3 separate regions of the Mus musculus genome follow, and all the other regions are linked to region 3. Evidence: chromatin contacts called from public HiChIP or PLAC-seq data. All regions are on one chromosome and are shown on one strand. The core of a region is the stretch at or near the end of the contact, and the rest is flanking DNA. Distances in the headings are between cores, read along the strand shown. Region 1 has its middle 23 kb from the start of Gm23626. Region 2 holds the start of Zswim4 (zinc finger SWIM-type containing 4). Region 3 holds the start of Dcaf15 (DDB1 and CUL4 associated factor 15).

Evidence for each region. HiChIP or PLAC-seq counts read pairs in DNA pulled down with a chosen protein or histone mark.
Region 1: a contact with region 3 is called in an H3K27ac HiChIP or PLAC-seq map of embryonic stem cells, with 5 read pairs. The contact joins the enhancer-like site here to the promoter of Dcaf15 in region 3. A contact is called at or near these places in 5 of 39 promoter capture datasets (the 3T3-L1 cell line, embryonic stem cells, hippocampal neurons and 2 more), 3 of 484 Hi-C or Micro-C datasets (embryonic stem cells, nephron progenitors and uterus), 3 of 115 datasets of contacts at active chromatin or transcription factors (embryonic stem cells, fibro-adipogenic progenitors and neural tube) and 3 of 9 other capture datasets (adipose tissue, embryonic stem cells and pancreatic islet).
Region 2: a contact with region 3 is called in an H3K27ac HiChIP or PLAC-seq map of extraembryonic endoderm stem cells, with 4 times the contacts expected there. The contact joins the promoter of Zswim4 here to the promoter of Dcaf15 in region 3. A contact is called at or near these places in 4 of 39 promoter capture datasets (erythroid cells, hippocampal neurons, macrophages and 1 more), 1 of 15 datasets of contacts at CTCF or cohesin (large pre-B cells), 7 of 484 Hi-C or Micro-C datasets (embryonic fibroblasts, embryonic stem cells, muscle stem cells and 3 more), 7 of 115 datasets of contacts at active chromatin or transcription factors (bone marrow-derived macrophages, effector CD8 T cells, embryonic forebrain and 4 more) and 2 of 9 other capture datasets (adipose tissue and liver).

The regions. Positions count from the first base shown.
Region 1 is chr8:84,355,385-84,359,076 of GRCm38.p6, forward strand. It overlaps a transcript of Cacna1a not described here. Among named protein-coding and RNA genes, the nearest start is that of Gm23626, 23 kb to the right of the region's middle. Within about 2 kb of position 1,352, at least 42 of the 459 cell types and tissues checked have an H3K27ac peak or open chromatin away from gene starts, as enhancers often do. A contact at or near this core is called in embryonic stem cells and pancreatic islet, where this site is marked.
Region 2 is chr8:84,234,722-84,238,541 of GRCm38.p6, forward strand. It overlaps Zswim4 (zinc finger SWIM-type containing 4), which reads right to left and starts at 2,321. Exons shown (of 14, transcript NM_172503.3): 1 at 2,146-2,321; 2 at 182-383. The coding sequence starts at 2,283.
Region 3 is chr8:84,102,395-84,106,092 of GRCm38.p6, forward strand. Dcaf15 (DDB1 and CUL4 associated factor 15) reads right to left here and starts at 2,403. Exons shown (of 13, transcript NM_001357322.1): 1 at 2,223-2,403; 2 at 562-659; 3 at 352-487. The coding sequence starts at 2,354.

The DNA of each region.
Region 1 (3,692 bases), core at 102-2,601, 250 kb after region 3:
ACTGCAAGTAAATAGAATTAAACCAAGGACAAAGTAACAGATTAAAGAGCTGGCATGGTGGTGCGTATGTATAAGCCTCGCACTGTCCAGGCTCAGGTAGAAGATTGTGAGTTTCAGCCTAGCCTTGGCAGCAAGGTGAGACAGCCTCAAAAATTAGTAAAATAGGGACTGGAGAAATGACTCCGTGGCTAAAGGCTCTGGCTGCTCCTGCAGAGGACTGGAGTTCACACCACACCCACATAGTGGTTAACAATGGGCAGGATCCCATTTCAGGGGATCCAGCACCATCTTCTTACCTCCCAGGGTGTGTACACAGACAATGCACAGACTGCATGGAAAAACACTCGTGCACATAAAAAAACAGCAAAATCGGAAAGGTATAGGATGGCTCTGTGGGTAAAGGCCACTGCTACCAAGCCTGATAGCTTGAGCTCAGTCTCTGGAGCCCAAGGATGGAGGGAGAGAACTGATGCCTACAGCATTGTCCTCTGATCAGTACAGATGGCCCACGGCACACCCATACACCCATCACACACACACAGACACAGACACACACACACAATTTAAATAACAACAAGAAGAAAATAAAGGGCTAGGGGGATAGCTTAGTATATTGGGACCTGAGTTCAATCCCTAGGGTGTGTGTGTCATGTCGGGGGTGGGGGTGGGGGTGGGGACAGAGGCCAGGCATGGTGGTACAAGCTAGAATCATGATGCTGGGGAGGCAGAGACAGGCAGACTAGACTAGGCTCACTGGTCAGCTAGCATAGTCTACTCTATTCCAGGCCAGTGAGAGACTCTGTCTAAAAAACTAAGGTGGTAGCCCCTGAGGAATAGCACCTAATGTTGATCTCTGGCTTCCGCATACATATATGCACATACCAGTGCCCCATGCACACTGCAAACACATGAATATAATAAATAAAACATCGAGACAAAGAAACTAACAGACAGGCTCTCGGTGTGCTTTCTAACTACACAGGAAGCAGATCAGGACCAGCCTCTTGGTCCAGTGCAACTGAGTTTGAACTTGCCATCAGGGATCTGAAGTCCACTGGACGCAGGTCCAGAGCACAGAAAGCAAGGGCTTTAGAGGGTCCACTTTGCAGAAGGGAGCATCTAGATGTGAGAAAGCACCCCTCCCCCACCCCTCCCCACCCCACCCCAGTTCGATCTGGAGCTAGGTAGTTCTATTGCTTAGCATCAGCCACACCCTTGCGCCCTTTCAACCCATGGCCTGTGTTGCCCGGCAACTGCTAGAAGTGTCTTTCCTGCCCCCCAGTTGCCAAGGGAATACTCAATCCTGGCAGCCGGGCCTGGGGCGCTGAACTTCCGGGCGCAGGGTGGGGTGGCCTCTGCTGTTCACACCTGCTCGCGCACAGCCCTGGCCTCCCCTCAGTTTCTCTCACTCTGCTCTCCTTGTCTCCTCTCTCCCTCCAGTTTCCTCTCCTGGGATATCTGAGCGAGGCCCATGGATGCCGAGGGCCTCTTGGGGCTCTGACCCCATGCTTTCTCCCCTCAGTCATGAGCTCCTGCACAGCCCAAGGTACCCAGGCACGGACTGCACCCTGGCAGGCTCATCCAGGACTCTGCATGTCCCGTGGTCACAGCAGATGAGCGGAAGCCTCGAGGGGCCAACTCTGAAACGGCGTGGTGGCGTGGTGGACCACCGGGATGTCATCTTGGCCCACCAGGCGCACAAAATGCACAGCACCCCTCAGGCCAGAAGGAAAGAGTGGGAGTGAGTATTCACGGGGCAGGCTGTAAGGGAGCTGTGCGGGGCTTGTGGGCCAGCCAAGCCTGAACTGGCAAGCTTCAGGGGATAGAATGCGCTGATATGGTGTGGGTGACTCCAGTTGTCCCTTGACAGTCCATCAACCCTCTGCCTTAAGGTTGCCTGGAATACTCTGAACCGGCTTTGTAAAAGACCCGGATCCCTTGTGCGCAGTGGAGCCAGAAAGGACTGGCAGAGGGGACAAGTGCTTTCTCTGGGGACTTGGGTAGGGTGCGGGGAGGTGGGGCATGTTGGGAAAGGCTGGGAAATTCTGCCTTCAGAGGTACTCTGGCCCAGCTGTGAGGGAACGAGCTACGCTGATAGCTAATGGGAAGTGGTTTGGAGAAAGGTTCAACTACAAACAATCCCTTTGCCACTGCATCTCTAAGCGGATTGCTAGGGCTTAATAACATTTTATTTCAAAGGTGTAAAGCTGGGGTGGTTTCCTGGGCTGACACTGATGGCTGTGATGTACCCATGAGTAACAGCAGGAGCCGCTGATGCTAGCAAGACAGGAACCAGTTTAAGTCCCTCAGTCTTCATACCCTGCCATCCCAGGGAGGCTGCGTGTGTGTGGTCACCCTGCTTATCTGCAGCTGCCACTGTTCCTGGAGAAGGGGAAGCCTGTGGGTGCTGATGGGCGGGAACGAATGCAAGGTGGGCCTGAGCACGTCTGGTAGGCTGGATGTGAAGCAGGCCTACTTGAAGTGCCCTCTGAGGTAGTTCCTAAGGTTATGGCTGGATGTGAAGCAGGCCTACTTGACGTGCCCTCTGAGGTAGTTCCTAAGGTTATGGCGACACCTGGTGGTATGTCTGAGCATCTATGGGCGGCGGCAAACTGACCCGCGTTCCTCACCCTTAGGTGTTGCCATGTATCCGGCTTTCCTCCCATGCATGTGTCCACCTGTTCACTCAGTATGTCTACCCATGCATCAGTTACCCCAACCATATGTCTTCCCACGTTCGCCTACTTTGCCTCTCCCTCCTCCACCCACACACTCACTGTCCAACCCATCCAATCCGTCCTTCACTAGTAACCAAAGCACCTAGATTGTGCCTCTCCAGGGCTTCTCCCCACCCTTCCTCTTCGGTCTCTCCGCATTCATGCTCTTCTTGCTTTTTTTTCTCAGAAGCAATGAGACCTTTAAAAGGTTGCAATGAGTATTCGCACAGACTTTCAGCAAGAAGATTCCCCGCCGCTCCCCCCCCCCCCCCCCCCCCCGCCTTTTGGAGACAGGGTTTCTCCGTGTAGTCCTGGCTGTCCTAGAACTTTCTTTGTAGACCAGGCTGGCCTCAAACTCACAGAGATCCTCCTGCTTCTGTCTCCAGAGTGCTGGGATTTAAGGTGTGTGCCACCACCACCTGACTCAGGAAAGAAACTTTTAGGGCCAAGAAAGTGTTTTGTTTTGTTTTTGTTTTTTCTTTTTAAGACTTATTTATTTATTTTATGTATGTGAGTACACTGTAGCTGTACAGATGGTTGTGAGCCTTCATGTGATTGTTGGGAATTTAATTTTTTAGGACCTCTGCTCACTCCAGTCAGCCCTGCTCGCTCAGTCCCTGCTCGTTCCAGACCAAAGATTTATTATTATAAATAAGTAAACTGTAGCTGACTTCAGACACACCAGAAGAGGGCGTCAGATCTCATTGTGGATGGTTGTGAGCTACCATGTGGTTGCTGGGATTTGAACTCAGGACCTTCAGAAAAACAATCCGTGCTCATATCCACTGAGCCATCTCACTAGCCCAAGAAAGTGGTTTTTGTAAAACACATTTTAATAGATTGTATTTATTTTGTGAGCAAGCACTTGGAGAGCGGTGTGGGGTGGTGTGGATGTGGAGGTCAGGTATTCTAGAGTATTCTAGTCAGGTATTCTTCCACTGTTTTCTACTCCTGCCAAGAAGACAATTTTTCAGC
Region 2 (3,820 bases), core at 1,071-3,570, 130 kb after region 3:
GTAAGCTCAGGCTGGCCTCTCCATCTCCTGCCTCTGCCTTCCCAGTGCTGTACCTGGAGAATGCCATGGTATCTCACCTGAGCCTTAGAGCAGGTTCTTGGAAGTTCCCCAGTCCCTGGCCCACCTCTCTCCTCCAGCCTCCCCCATCTCCAAGCCTCCCCAGGGTGGAAGGCTCACTCACCTACTTGTAGCACTCGATCCACAGCCCCACTCTGTAGCAGGTGCAGCCCACGGGTGAATGGTACCCGGGTGTCCTGCTCACCTTCTGGGGGCTGGTAGCCCAGTGATGAGTACATACAGATCTCCCGCTCACTTCGTGGAAAAGACCAGAACACAATGCGCTTCTGAACCGGTTCCGGCACCCGGGAGAACCTTTCCTCCACCTGTGGGGAGTGCTGGTGGGTTAGAAACCTGGGATTGAATCCTGGCTTTGCTGTTTATAAGCAGCACAATCTTGCTGCTTATAAACAGCACCTGACTTCTCTGAGTCTGTCTTCTCAAGTATAAAATAGCAATGTGACAATCAACCATCCTATGGAGATTGGGAAGATAAAATATATATAAGTGAGCCACGAATGGTGGTACACCTTGAAGTCCCAACAACTTGGGAGGCTATACTTGTGTCAACTAGTTCAACACCAGCTTGGATGATACAATGAAACTCCCAGGAACAAAATAGGTTCCAATACAATCATATTTATTTACAACAGTGCCTGGCTCATAGTTAACATTCTAGAAGCTCTTACTGGCAGGTCGCAGGGGTCTGGGGTAAAACCCTCCTCAGCCCAGGCTTTGTGCAGGACAAGAAGAAGTTAGATACACGTGTGAGAAAGACCGAGGACGTGGGTTCCTAGCCTTCCCTCTGCTCAGCCCCTTATGGAGATGGCATCTTCACAGGGACACAAGATGCTGAAACCATAGCACTGGGTCAGTGTCACAGCCTCAGAACGAGCCTGAGGAAGCTGGCATGACAGCTTGAGAACCTGAAGGGGTCAGCATTACTACATCAGAGATGAAGTCAGCTCTTCAGGATCCCTAAACCAAATTGTTCAGACTCCCAACATCAGTTCCACCCTGGGTATTTCTTCCCCTGTTCCTCCCCTGAGGAAAAAAAAAAAAGCCCCTTCTCTAGGAGGGAAGGGCTGACCTGCCATCCCCTGTAGACTCCAAGGAATGGAGCCAGCATTCGAGGCTGTGTTCCAATCTGAGTTGGCTAGTGACTGGCTGGGTGACCTTGGGCAAGTTTCTCAACGTCTCTGTGCCCCAGTTTCCTCAAAGTGAGAACAACTCCACAAGGGCTCCAGAACCTGCCCAGAGTTCTCTTAGCACCTGGCTGGGCCAAGGCAGATCTGTGAGAGTCCTGAAGACAGTTTTACGGTTCTTCTGTGCATGTCACATAGGGTGAACAGCACGGAGGCCCTACCCAAGGTTTCTACGAGAGAAGGGGGAGTCAGTGATTCGGCTCCTGACAGTTGGCAGATGACTAAGGAGGGATTTTCCGGTCATGAATCAGAGCCTGCTCAGTCCACGGTCAGTCCAAACCCATCCATCCTAACTCAGGAAGAGTTGTGAGGCCAAGAACACTCAAAGTCAGACTGAAAGACAGCTGTATGGGACTGAGAGGAGCCTCGGACCCTTCCCATCTTCTTGGGGGACCCTTAGACAGAGAGAGGGGAATTTTTTCTCGGGACACCACTCCACAAGTCACAGAGTAGGGGTTCCAGGAGCCTCTCTGCCTCTGTATCCCAATCTTGGCTCTGGAATAGCTGGAGGGAGGGGGAAGGGGGGAGGAGGGGCACAGAGCCCTTCCCTCAGTGACCCTGCCTCTTGTCCCACAGTCGGGGATCTGGAGAGGACTGGTGGGCTCTGGAGGCTGGAGCAAAGGGATACAGGGGTGTCATGTATAGGCCCTGCAGAGACGGGGGTCTTCTTCCTGGAGGGTGGGACAGGGAAACCCTACGGCAGGAGTGGGGCAGTGTGGGTCTCTGGGCTGGTGTGTCTCTTGAGGAAGAAAAGAGGTCAGAATAGAGACCCGGAGGGTCGCGGGCAGAGAGGCTCGGGGTGCGGGGCCCGGGGTGGCGGTGTGGGGGGCTGGCTGCTGGGGAGGGGGCGAGGTGTGAGGCCTGGGGCAGGCCGGGGCCTTACCTGCTCGAAGGCCCAGCTCTCGGCCACCCGCTTGGCGCTAAGGTCCAACAACGGCTCGGGGCGACTGCGACGGGCCCCGGTCCCGGGCTCGTCCCCCGCGGGGCAGCCCCGGCTGCGCTTGGCCGCCGGGGGCTCCATCCGGCCGAGCCGGCCGGACGACGCGGCCCCTTTAAGACTCTTCACAACAATGAAGCCGTCTTAGCAGCCGCTGCCTCCTCAGACGAGGCCCCGCCCCCACCGCCCTATTTCTCCCTTTCTATTGGCTGTCCTCAAAGACCCGCCTCCAAGATGCCGCTGTTCATTCGACAATCTCCACGTCCGTCTTTTCTGTGCCATCCAATAAGAGGTCGCAAGAAGAGTCGCTGTCCATCACGGGGCGGTATGAGCCAATCAAAATGAGGGAACCCCACGGCTTGGCCTTGTGAGGAGTTTCGGGGAGGTCTCACGTTCATTCACAACATTCCTTCTCCGCCCCTTTGGGCCGGCCCTCTAGCCTGGCGGCTGGGGCTGCGCCTACACACGGCTTTGTTTACGGAGGGTCGCTTCCGGCCGCCTCCCGGCCGGGGTTGACTCTCTCTGAGCTGTAATGACCCTAGAAACTCAATAACCTCTCTGGGCCACTGGTACAGTTTGGATGCTCTAAGAGCCGACCCGGGCCAGCACAGTCCTTCCTAGCAATGCGCTCGCTGTGGGCTGTTAACTTTACGAGTTCCTCTTGAGCTGCGAGCTAAGACACCCCAATCCTTTCTACGTCTGTGGAATGAACATGAAATTGCCCATTTCGACCCATGAGAGTGTTAGTTTCATTAGATTGGACTTAATGCATGTCAAATCCCCCACTTCGAATCGTTTTTTCCCCCTGACTCAGCTTATATTTTCCACAGTGCGGAAGCCACTCACCATCTTCGTCATTTTTCCACACCCCACCCCCATGACCTAAGAGAACCTTGCGTTTTCCTACCGTCGCGGCCTCTCCAGCATCATTTATTCATCTAGTCCAGGATTAGATGGCCCACCACCCTGCACTACCTCTGAACCCCCCCCCCCCTTCTCTCATTATGTAACCCTGGTTAGTCTGATTGGAGATCCTCTTGCCTCATCCTTTAGAGCTCTTTGAGATACCAGGGTAGGGGGGTTGTTAAATGTCTCTCTGAACTCTGAGCTCCAAGGATCAAGTGTACGTCCATGGGGAGACAAGTCAGCACGTGGAACAGCGCCCAGCGTACAGTAGCAGTTCAGACTAAAACCTGCCAACATAGCTGTGATCCCATTTAGTGTTTAGGATCCTCAAAGCAGGAAAAACCCAACCTGGTCCACAGAAGCCGACTAGCCCACTGGTTGCTTTTGGACAGACCCCTCCCCACCGTGGCAACTAACAGTCACTCATAAGTAGCCTGTGAACCCTTGAAACAGGGCTGCTCAAGTGGGGCTCTTTTGTAGGGGGAAGAACACAATGGAGGAACTGGAGAGATGGCTCAGAGGTTAAGAGCACCGGTCAATGGATCCCAGAAGACTTGAGTTTGATTCCTGGAACCTACATGGCACATGATCGCTGTGACTCCAACTCCAAGGGAATCTTACATCCCCGGCGGGACCCTGTCTCAATAACAGCAGTGATGTCTTAGTTTTCTTTGTTTCTTTATTTCCATTTTGTTTTTGTTTTTGTTTTTGTTTT
Region 3 (3,698 bases), core at 1,153-3,652:
AAGCTGGAGGGACCCTGACTGAATACATTACCTCTATGCCCATGGGAACAGAAACTGAAGTCGCCCTACCAAGAGGCAGGGCTCCAGGAGGAATGCTAAAGCCACTGTGACAACCTGTGTGAATCTAAGAAATCTGCCTGCATCCTGGCCCAGGCCAAGGCTATCAGATGGGCTATATGTGATACCTAAGCCAAACGAAATCACCAGTTTGACCTAAAAATTCAGCAACTCTCCAAGGGTCGCCCCACTGGTACAGCACTGCCATTTACACACAGGACACAGGCTGACTGATACAGGAGCAGCTGAGGCCTGCTGTCTGAAGGGTCAGCCCAGTGCAGGGCCTAGTCCTACCAGCTTGAGCTTGCTGTGGACGTTGAACTCCCACCAGTAGAGGTGATATATGTAGAAGGAGAAGTCGTCATCCCCACTGCTGCTGGTGTAGGAGAGGACATAGCGGCCACACTTGGAAAATCCCAGGAAGATATGGCTGTGGGCAGAATGGGCAGATGAGGACACGCCCACAGCCCGACCTGCCACCACCCAGCCTAGCTTCAGCCTCACCCTGCATAGAGAAAATCCTCATCTACGATGTTCTTGAGGGACACGCAGACCCTGGGGGGCAGCTTCCGGAAAAGACGAGGTGAGAGCTGCCCACTGATCTGGGGAAGAGACAGCCAGGGCTCTTTAGCCAAGCAGCCTCCCAGCCTCCTTCCCAGAGGCCGAGGCTTCCCCAGGCCCACTGCTGGGGCAGATGGAGACACCAAAGCCAAGTGACCTTACAAAGCACCCCACCCCCACCAAGGACCCAGGTTACATCCCAGCCGTAGCCCCGTTTGGATCCAGAGTCCTCCCAGCCCTAGCCCTACGTCTCCCTGTGGAAGGATCCCTCACTGGGACAACTGACTCCTTCCTGAAAACTGACGCATGAGACTAGGATGTGGGGCCATGCATTTATCTGCCTGCTCCCAATTAGCCCACAAGGGGACCCATCTCTCTCTTGATAATGTAGTTACTGTGCAGACTACAACTCACAGTAGAGGCGAGGACAGCTTGCAGGAGTCTCTATGTCCTCTCACTGCGTGGCTCCTGGGGATCTCACACATTATTAGGTTTGGTGGCAAGAGCCTATACCTATAGAGCCTCCGAACCAAAAGCTCCCAGTATTCCCAATGCTCCAATCCATTATTAAGAAAACCCCTTTCTTAATTAACTGCCAATCAACTGTCACACCCTAAAACATCACCAAGGAAGGATCTGAGGAAACAGGCATAAAGCTGACCACTGGGGAGCTATTCTGGCCCGCCTTCAAAAGATAGCCATCTAGTGGGAAAGAAGGCCTGGCACCTTGCCCCTAGTTCATCTCGACCCATGAAGGGAATGGCTTTGTCAGACAAGCCTTCCTGAGAGGATATAACCCTTGCCCAGGGAGTGTCTAGGCTAAGGGCAGAGCCACAGCCTTGCTTAGGGAGCACCAGGAAAAAGCACAGTTCGCCCTTACCCAGTTCCCAACTTCCTGTGCACATAGACAATCTTGCTCCACAGCTGCCCACCTAACATTATTCACATCCCTGTCCTTTCAGGTGTCCTCTGACAAGGGAGACAGAGCCCTAAGTGGCTTCCACTTTGAGAAGACCTGGCCCTACTCTGGAAACATTCCTCCATTCAATGAGTGAGGCAGACCTAGGTACAAGCACTAGATATAGAGATGGTCAGAGCTTGGACAGACAGGGAGCATCCAACAGAGGCTGCCCATTGTCGGTAGCAGGGGCTCTTCAGGGGTTTGGGGGGGTAGCTCCAACAAGGGGCAGTGCTTTGAAAAATCGGTCTAAACCAAGGTCTCCCCTTCCTCCAGATTCCTCGGACAGCTTCTACAGTAACCCGCCCATCAGCCTCCATCCCCGGTCTTTCCTCCATGATTCTCCCCGGCCTCCGCCACCCAAGCCCCTTCCTTCTTCACTGATCTCGCCTAGCAGCCTTCATTCAAGGCCCCCTGCAGGTGACCCGCCTCACTGGCTGCACACAAGTCACCAACCTTCGCCAGCCCAGCCCGCGCCTCAGCACCAGCCTCCACACCGCCAAACCCATCCCCATCCCCACCGCCCGGCCCGCCCAGCCCCCTCCCGGCCCCGCCCCCCACCTCGCCGCGCCGCCCTCCCTCCGCCGCCTCCCGCGTCCCCTCCTCCTCACAACCGGGCGCGCTCGCCTCAGACGCCAGGCCTCACCTTGACTCGCTCCAGCTGCTTGAGAACGTGTTCCCGCCGCCGCCCCACCGCCCGCTTCCCCCCGGTCCCCCCAGGGCCTCCGCCGGCGCTCCCGGCCCCGCTGTTCCGCTCCGATTTCGAGCTGGGCGCCATTTTCACCCCCTCCCTCCACTTCCGGAGCAACCGGTCCCTTAGCCCCGCCCCTGGCACTTTCTGATTGGCCTTTTCTCCTTACTGCGGCCGGCCGGTTGGGTGACAGCCGGCATTCCTTGTCGCTTCCCGCTACGCTTGTCCATCAAAGCTATCTTGGTTTTTGGTTGGTAAAGATGGTAACAGCTCCCGCCTTATTCCCGCCCTTCATTAAAGATAAACCACTCAGAAACCACTTTGGCGCTCCTCGGCCAAAAAACTTCAACTGAATAGGCGAAGATTTCTGTCAGGCTTGACATTGTCACGCCCCTGAGTGGGTTTCCGTGGAAACCACTGGCCGTCCAGCGGCCTGTGGGCGGGGCTATGGGAACCTGTGGTCCATAAGGGCCAGAATCTCCAGCCCTGGCTCTGGCTCAGGCTGGGAGGGCCGAGGCCTGAGGAGCATCCCTGGGCAGCTAGGGAGGAGACCAGGAAAAGGCGGTGGGGAAAAAAATGGCTCGTTTTAAAACATCTTCCAGGCCGGGCGTGATGGTTCACGCCTTTCCAGCACTTACGAGGCAGAGGCAAGTGGATCTCTTTGAGTTTGAGGCCAGCCTGAGTGAGTTCTAGGATAGCCAGGGCTACACAGAGAGACTCTTGTCTCAGAAAAACAAACAAAGAAACAAAACAAAGCATCTTCCGGACGACGATGACGATGATAGCATCAGACAGATATCATGCTGTTTTTAAAAAAATTAATTTCCATGGGTCAGGCGTGGTTCTGAGTTTGCACCTCCTGTGGAAGGCCTGTTAAGCCTATCATACTAATTAATAATGGTAATAAATATTACGGGACATGACAGCTTCATGCACCAGTTTTGCCTACATTCACTCAATCTCTGCAATGGTCCTTTATTTTACACGTGGAACAGGCATAAAGTGAACTCCCCTGAAGACATGGCACTTGTGTACCCAGACTGCTGGCTGCTCTTTTTACAGCCACATTCGGTTTATTGAGAACCCAGCTAACAGGACAGGTCATAAACAAGGAAATGAGTACCTGTCCTTGAATTCCAGGTATGGGTAGAAAGGCAGTTGGATGCAAAGTAGCTTTGTGAAGCGGGGGAGGAGGAATATTCCAGCAAAGACAAAGGTTTCTGGAGAGGTTCAAGACTAACCTGCCATGATGTATGGATTAGTGATGGGGACACTGCTGAGAGACTTACTAGGTGATCTCTTCTTTATGCAAAGACTGGAGGGCTCACTAGCAGCCCCCCTCCCCCCAGCATGAGGAGAAAATATGACCATGCATGTGCAGACCCAGCCTCAGCTGAATCATAGACTAGTGGACCCAGAGCAGGAGGGAAA